Linked DNA regions of Sus scrofa: region 2 is linked to region 1. Evidence: chromatin contacts called from public promoter capture Hi-C data. All regions are on one chromosome and are shown on one strand. Each heading gives the region's core, a stretch centred on a gene start, on an enhancer-like site or on the middle of the called end of the contact. The rest is flanking DNA. Distances are from core to core; before and after follow the strand shown. Region 1 holds the start of NFYB (nuclear transcription factor Y subunit beta). Region 2 holds the start of HSP90B1 (heat shock protein 90 beta family member 1).

What was found. Promoter capture Hi-C pulls out the DNA fragments that hold promoters and counts their contacts.
Region 2: a contact with region 1 is called in a promoter capture Hi-C map of fetal liver, with 2.7 times the contacts expected there. The contact joins the promoter of HSP90B1 here to the promoter of NFYB in region 1. A contact is called at or near these places in 3 of 5 promoter capture datasets (fetal liver, fetal skeletal muscle and liver), 3 of 47 Hi-C or Micro-C datasets (heart right ventricle and liver) and 2 of 2 datasets of contacts at active chromatin or transcription factors (alveolar macrophages and skeletal muscle).

The regions. Positions count from the first base shown.
Region 1 is chr5:80,332,412-80,336,501 of Sscrofa11.1, reverse strand. It overlaps NFYB (nuclear transcription factor Y subunit beta), which reads right to left and starts at 1,989. Exons shown (of 8, transcript NM_001144930.1): 1 at 1,453-1,989; 2 at 1-28.
Region 2 is chr5:80,528,702-80,532,791 of Sscrofa11.1, reverse strand. HSP90B1 (heat shock protein 90 beta family member 1) reads left to right here and starts at 1,930. Exons shown (of 19, transcript NM_214103.1): 1 at 1,930-1,990; 2 at 2,981-3,083; 3 at 3,811-3,952. The coding sequence starts at 1,942.

The sequences.
Region 1 (4,090 bases), core at 740-3,239:
AAGGTGTCTGATCTTTGCCAATTTCAACCTAGAAGACAAACATCTATCAGTAGTGTAAAACTATAGCCCAAAGGCATTCTTCCTAGTAAAATTTAAAAAGGCATGTATAATTTTACCTACTATTCTTATTTAATGAACTGCATGGCTCTAAAATGGTTCAAAAAGCAAGCACCCAATAAATGTTTGTTAAATTGGGAGACGTATTTTGGAGGACTTATAAAAGTTCATGCTATTGGGGGAAGTACGGCTTTTCCAACAAAGCCCTATATTTAGTCATGTTCATCATAAATATTCATCACAACACACCAAATTATATAATACGCAAGAGGCCAAAAATTACATATCAACACCCAAGACACAAATATCCCACTTATCAACTTAATTTTTACTGATGGCTTTCCTTATGTTTTAGAGTGAGATTTAGGGTTCAAAAGCTCAAAAGGGAAGACAAGTTTATCTCAGGATATAATGCTTTCCAATTAAATATCTCAGATTATAGCGGGAAGAAGATACATGTTGCCCAGAGAACATCCAGAGAAAGAGAATACAGTCAATTAAGACCTGTATTATTTTAAAGCATCACCATTTGGGACTAAAATTGCATCTCAATAGCACTTCATTCTCACTGTAAGGCATAAATAGTTGAATAAATTGGCATCAATTACGATGTTACAATTTCCATTCTCATTTGCTCTTCCCCTTTTTTCAAGGGAAAAAAAGGGGGGGGAGACAAAGACATATCCTTTCTGTGCTAATTTTTAAAAGAAGACAAAATACTGATATGCATTCAAGCATGAAATCTAGCAAACAGAAAAAACTCTAACCACCAAATTGAATTTTCAAATGCTACTACAAGGGTCCATGCAGCAAAGACTGGCTGACATTGTCTACTGTTCTGTAATCCCAAAAGCAATTTCTAATTTCTTTCCAAATATCATCTTCACTCTAACCCCAAAGCTGCCCAGAAAATTCCTTCCTCGTAGCTAGAAGTGTCATTTTTTAAAGGTGCCGTGGGGGGAGGAGAGAGATCCTCAGAACACTTAAAATACAGGAGCTGTCTATATTTATGTATTTTTGCTGGGGGTTGGGGTGGTGCCACACCTCACCACAATCACTCACCCAAATAGTTGAGTCAGTATATGTTTAGATTCAATATATTAAAGAGAAACACTATCACCTCACATGGTATATATTTTCTTACAGGCAGGTTATGATATATGTGAAAGCTCAAGGCAATGCATACATATGTTTAATGTTTAAAGAAATCTGTATCCAAGAAAAGCAGCAGACCCTTCCTCCACCCTCCATTCTTTGGCATCAACAACCAGAGTTTTGCACCAATATAAGCCTTAAATTGAACTACGGGAGCAGAGTGAGAACGGAATAATTGCCTCTTAAGGAATTTTGGTTAAACTTTACTAATAAAACCCCCTATTTGTTAATGCCACTTACATTGATCAGTTCACCTCATCACTTTGTATTTCTGACTTGTCTCCATACAAGAGAGCCGAAACCACCCCAGTGACTCGTGGCACGGAACCGTGCAGTCCATGCAGGCTGGGATGCTATTTTTTAAAAGGTCATATGCTACTTAACCTTGCTTAAACCATCTTTTAGAGTACTCTGGGCGAGATTTCGTCTTGTAGGTGCTCTTCTAATTCTTTGTTCTCCAAGACTACTCCTGAGGCCCGGTATATCCTCCCCGCCTCCCACCGAAGATTAAAACCTTAGTCCAATCCGGAAGGCTTCCTTCCCACCTTCGGGGCAAGTCCAGGGACCGCAAGCCGCCAGATGGCTGCATTCTATACGCGTAAACCAGACTGCGGGGAAACCAAATCCACTCCTTCCTCCCGGGGACCTCGCTTCCTCCCCACGAAGGTGCGCGGGCTGGCCCGGGTCCCACCGTCCGCCCGGCCGACCTGTCGGTCCCGCCTGGGCGGCGCGGACACCCCGGGCAGGCATCCCCCCTACTCGGCCGGCTCAGGCCCGGGGCCCGCGCCTAACGCCCGCCCGCCGCGCGGCGCCCGGGGTGCCGGGGCAGACAAAGCGGCCCGGCCCTGCCATGCCCCCGCGGAGTGGCGGGCGGAAGAGGGGCGCTCCCCGGGAGCCCCCGCGCGGCGGAGGAGGAGGATCGGGGCCGGGGGTCCAGGCTGCATCCTCCCGCCCCCAGCCGGCTCGCCACACAAAATGGAGCCGGCCCGGACGCCACCGAGAGCGGGGCCCGACGGTGCCCCGGCGCCCCCTCCTCGGCCTCGGGCCCGGAGGTCGGCGGCGGCGAGCAGGAGGCGGCCTGGCCCGCGTCCCGCCGCTCCTCGGCCGGGCGCACAAAGAGCCGCGCCGCGGCCCAGCGCCCGCTTCCCAGCCGGGCCCGCAGCGGGGGAGGCCTCGCAGGCGCCGGCCCGGCCCCGGCCCCGGCCCGGGCGGGAGGGCGGGCAGGCGGGAGTGAGCCAAGTGCCCCCGGCCGCGGCGGCGTTGGCGGCGGGGACGGCGCCGGGAGGAGACGGACATTTCATTCGAGCTAAAGTGGAGTCGGTTTAGGAGCGATCATTGGCCGAAGCGAGACACAAACCTCCAATGCAGCCCTGGTTGGCTCCCGTCTCCAATCGGCTGTTTGGTTGGACAGAAAATGGCTGCGAAGGAACCAGTCCCAGCGCGGAGCTCCGCTTCCAGGACTCGGCCTTCCCTCCCTCCGCCGCGGGCCGCTTCCCTCGGCGCGACACCCTCCCTCCGCAGCTCCCGCGCGCCCGCCCGGCGCGGCCCCGCCCCGGCACGGCCCCGCCCCCAGCCCCGCCCCGTGCGCTGAGCAGCCCGCAGAGCCCGCTGCAGGCCGCCGCGAGTCGGTCCTGCGGCGCGAGCGGAGCCCGCGGGTGGCTTTTTCCTCGGCAGGGACTAGGGCTGGGGCTCGGTGCTAAGGTCAGTGCGGGCTTTCCGCGGTATTTTCCCCACGTCTTGCGCATGATTTCTCAGCTCTCCCTCTCTTTTCCATCCCCTCCCCTGGCGCACGTGGAAGTGTCTCACCCGCCAAAGTGCAGCCTGCCTGCGCCTCGAGTTTTAAGAAGGGGAAACCAAGGGCAAAAGCTGCCGGCCAGGCGACACTCGAGCTACAGGGTGGATCTGAACGGCGATTACCTCCTGGTATGCTTTCAGCGCCAGCTGTTCGCCTTGTGCCCCTGTTAAGTTTGCCACATGCACAACGCTCCCTCTCGGTCACCGAGCTCCCCGTTCGTTTTTTCAGATTTCACCTAAAGATACAATCCTCTGCTTTAGGTTTAACAACCTGCTCAGTCCAGCCAGCCTTCACCCCAGCTTAAAATGTTGCATATGCCCCACCCGCACAGTATTTGCGACATGCCATGTGGCTTTTCCCAACCAGATGATATTTGAGCTGCCAGAATCCATGGCCCCTTCTTGCCTCCGCGCAACCAGGCTCTCTGCCTGTCTTTCCCTGACTGCGTCTGTGTAGGACTTCCCTCGGCTGTGACTCTCACAGATGGGCGGTGAGCCAGACACCACACACTACAAAGGGGGCAGGATTTTTGCAACCAGAGCCGGGAATCGTTCCCTTTACTTCCACTAAACAAGTGGCCCGGTGCCACATTAAACTTTCCAGCTTTAATCTTTTAAAAATATATAGCCATGTTTTATTTATAAAGCTCCTACTGTTTCTCCGCATATTTTCACATTTCCCGAGCAAATAAGGAAGCAAAGACCAATGAAAGCCTCCAGATATTCCAAGAGAAATAAATAGCAATGCCACAATGGGATCAGACAACCTGATTTGAATTCCAGCTCCCCCACTTACTGGCTTCAGTGGCCCTGGCCAAATTCACCTCTCTGATCGTTTCCTTACCTTTATAATGGGGACTTCCTAACTCCTTCTTAGGATGGTTTGGAAGTCATTTAAAGTAAATGCACATAGAAAGCCCTAAAAAAGTTGGCCCATTAAGATCTTTTTATCACATGAATTTCGATCGTTATCAAACTTTTAAAAAACTCTTTTATGCTAAAAAAAAAAAAAAAGGAGTAAACTGGCCTGTGTTTAACTCCTCCCTTTCTTTATGATTACCCATAAAGTGGAGTTTGGGGAGTG
Region 2 (4,090 bases), core at 681-3,180, 200 kb before region 1:
TGTGGCTGGCAGCTGTAGCTCCAATTTGACCCCTAGCCAGGGAGTTTTCATATGCCACAGATGCAGCCCTAAAAAGCAAAAAAAAAAAAAAAAAAAAAAAAAGCAATTTTTTTTGAGATTTCTGAAAGTAATACTCTTTTTAAAAAATAGTTGCACCCACAGAAGCATAACAAAAGCTTTGTAAGTTGCCCTTGGCTTACTAATAAAAAAATACAGGTAATTCTGGGCAGATGTAAATTAGGCACCACCACAATGTGTAAGCCAACCATAGAAATAGATTGACAAACCTAAATAGAGGAAGTTATAAATATATACGATAGACTGTCACTGAAAGGCTTGTCTTCAGGAATTCTGATGATTATCAGAAAACAAATTCGAAGGTCAAATAACCTCTAGAAAGCATTAAGGAAGGCAGTATTTTTGTTGGAATGTGGTGTGGGTCGGAGTAGGGGGCGGTCTGTAAAGACCAGGTTAAAGAGACAGAAAACTTTTCTAACGACGCAGCTTAGCCTGAGGGACTTTTCTCACATGAAAGACACCTGGTGTTTTACGTGTCTTTCTATGTTTCTATGAAGTTAGAAGGCTGCACTCTCTCATTTGCAGCCCCACAGGTTTTGCTTTCAAAGATCTGCAGGTGTATCCTCCTGCGCCCGTCAAATTGAGAGGGGTTTTTTTGTTTTTTGTTTTTTCTATGCTAGACTGGCTTTACTACCACGCTCTCTACTTAACTTACAGCAGGGGCTCTGTAGGTGACCGCCTTTGAACTTCACCAAGGAGTAGAGGGCATCAAAGTTGCTCGCAATCTCTCAAGGGACAATAAATAAATAGCCCCACTGTCCTCCTCTTCTGTAAATCCAATCAGAAGGCCTGGAGATTCTGGCCACGAAAAGTACAGACGTAACAGGGGCTCCGGCTGACCTAGGGAAGCGCGAGAAGACAGATTCGGAAAAGCGTGTTCTCCAACTGGAGGCGAGTCCCAGACTCGAGAGGCCCAAGCCCATAATACTGGGCGGCCTCACCCAAGACCTGGCGGCTTTCTAGGCCCGCTTCTGAAGGCTGTGTACACTGAAGAGTCTGGAACAGGTACAAATCTCTACCGCAAGGGGAAGGAAATGTAAACACTAAAACGCGCGGCACAGAGTTCCGGCGGAGACACACTGGAAAAATGGGGAAAGAAGGGCCAAGCTACGCAACTGAATAAAGACTACGATTCCCAGCATTCACTACAGTGTTCCCCGGGGTACGTTGCATGCCGGGAACTGTAGTTTCTCACCACCCCATGGAACATCGCTAGGGGGATTGTCAACCTCTCACGTGTGTCTCTTTTCCAAGAAGCACTGCCAAATAGAAAACTGGCTGCAAAAAGTCGCACCGGAATCATTCGCAAGATGACCCCACGCGGGGACAAGGGAAAGGTGAAGAGCGCGTTGCCATGGCTACCGCTTCTCTTGGTCCCAGAATAAACGCGCTCTAAGATCCGGAAGTAGTTCCGGGCGACCTCTCCACCTGGAGGGATGAATTCTGTGCTGACGTTCATTGGACGGTTTCCCTTAGAGGCCAAAGCAACCAAGGCAAAGGGGCGGTCCCTCGTGAGAGGGGCCCGCGGAACCGTTTGATTGGAGAAGAGGAGCCAAGACTGACCAATTGGAAGGAGCCACGCTTCGGGCATCGGGCACCGCACCTGGACAGCTCCGATTGGTGGACTGCGGTCCCCCCTACGAGTTCCCATTGGGTACAGGGAGTGCGTGGTGCAGCCCGATTGGCGGGTTCGTGTTTCCCGTCCCCCGCCCGCGAGTAGTGGGGGTGAAAAGCGGCCCGACCTGCTTGGGGGGTAGTGGGCGGATCGCACGGCTTGTGGTTGTGAGGTTCTGAGCCCAGGGGAGGGGGGGCGGAGGTGGCTCCTTCGATCAAAGGGGACTTGAGACTCACCGGCCGTGCGACATGAGGGCCCTGTGGGTGCTGGGCCTGTGCTGCGTCCTGCTGACCTTCGGTGAGTGATCCTGGAGGAGCGGGCACCCCTGGACGCCCCCCCGCTCCAACACGGCCTCTTCTCGAAGGTTCTGGGGGCGTTGAACCTGGGAAGGGGATAACACGGTCTGCGCTGGGCGGATGGGGATGTCCATCGATTTTCCTCGAAAGAGGTTCAGGGGATTTCGTTTACTCTAATTACTCTGGAAAGAAAAAAGGAGAATGGAGTCGTTTAAATCTCTTGCGGATGTCCTAGTATCCGCTCTTAGAAGTCTCAGTCTTCTGGGAGTGGGGCCTGGCTTGGGCTCGCGCCCCTTGGGAGCATTGCGTGTCCCCTTCCGAGGACTTTTGTCAAACGCCGCAATCTTTGGCCGCTCGAGTTTGAGGACCCTCCGCCCCCGGTATTCCGACTGTTCGCCAACGCGAGTTTCCTTTCTTAGGTGCTGGACTGTGAAGCTTGGGGCCCTGGGGCAGCGGACCGGCATTGGCAGCGCGGTTGATTCACTTTCGCTCAAACTCCTTAACATTTTAAAATCTCTAAATATTTCTTCCCTTTGTCAGGCCCCTAGGCCCAATTTCACTTCCCCTCGCTAGAGGTTGCACAAATTCTGTTTGAGCTCTGACCTGTGACATCGAAGGACTAAGTTTGGCATGGTCAGTTTGGAGCCTTGTGTCGGCCTGCGCGCAACACGTGTGAATGTACAGGGGGCCTGGTAGCAAATCAGCTAAGCGCTGTTTGTGAAGAATCTCTGGGCCACCTTTCAGAAGTGATGGCTGCCTCCGTATTTCAGAATCCACTGGGGGACCTCAGTATCTGAACTTAAATAAGAAATATGCTGACATGGGTTTATATTGGATATTCAAGCCAGTGGATCCATTCTTTCATCCCCACCTCCCATATTTTCCAAGTGAATTTTGCAACATCTACCCTTGCCTTGTTGATCTTGTTTCTTCTAAGAAGTACATGGAGCTATGGTGTTTGAGAGTTTTCTGGTATTACATTTTCCCGCAGGGTCTGTCCGCGCTGAGGATGAAGTGGATGTGGATGGGACAGTGGAAGAAGATCTGGGTAAAAGTAGAGAAGGTTCCAGGACAGATGATGAAATAGTACAGAGGTTTGTACTCTTCCGGAACGATGCAAATAACCCCTGGGAAACCCTGGAATACAGTAATTTTTTTATGTTCATTCTCCAAAGGTCCAGATGAAGTTTTAACACTTTGAATTTAATTACTAGATAGTAGAGAAAACGTTAGGGGGAGCAAGCATGTGCATGCACAGTATCTCCTAAATTGCCCCTAAGAATGGTCAAAACGGAATGAATTCTTTGGAAAACTGTTTTGATAATACTGGCGCTATAGCCTTCCTAAGATCTTAGAAAAGATCTACAGTTGGTTGTGTACTTGGCAAGTGTGTACCCTTGGTAATTTTTTTTTTTTCCTTAAAGATTTCTGTAAGTGGAGTGATGTTTTACTTTGGTCTCTTAGGATTTAAAATTATGTAGACCCTTAGGCAGGCAGAGGGACAGGCCTGTGAGAGGGAGCAAAAATGAGTGTGAGTTTGTTTCTTAGTAGAGGGAAGTTGGGTTTATTTTTCTGACAGTTTTAAGCACAAAGTATTTCCAACATGGTTTTAAAGTAACCTGTTGCTGTATTAAAATAATAATGAAATAAATAATAAAATAATAATGAAATGGTGGGCTAGTCATATTTTATAAAGATTTCCACTTTGTCCTTTTTACCCCTAAGACAACCTTAAGAGACCACCGTGCTCTCATCACAAATGCTGTATTTTTGGAGGGAACTAAGTAATGCAGTATTAGTTTATCAAATTTCTTTCCTTAGAGAGGAAGAAGCTATTCAATTGGATGGATTAAATGCATCCCAAATAAGAGAACTTAGAGAGAAATCAGAAAAATTTGCCTTCCAAGCTGAAGTTAACAGAATGATGAAACTTATCATCAATTCATTATATAAAAATAAAGAGGTAAGCAACATTTGGTTATAATAAAGATATTTTGTTTCTGTATGGTAGCATATTTGTTTACTTTCACAGTGAATGTGCTTACGTAGTAATTCCAAGCAAGTCGCTGGCAAAGTTTAAAAACCCAGTATGTGTAAGAAT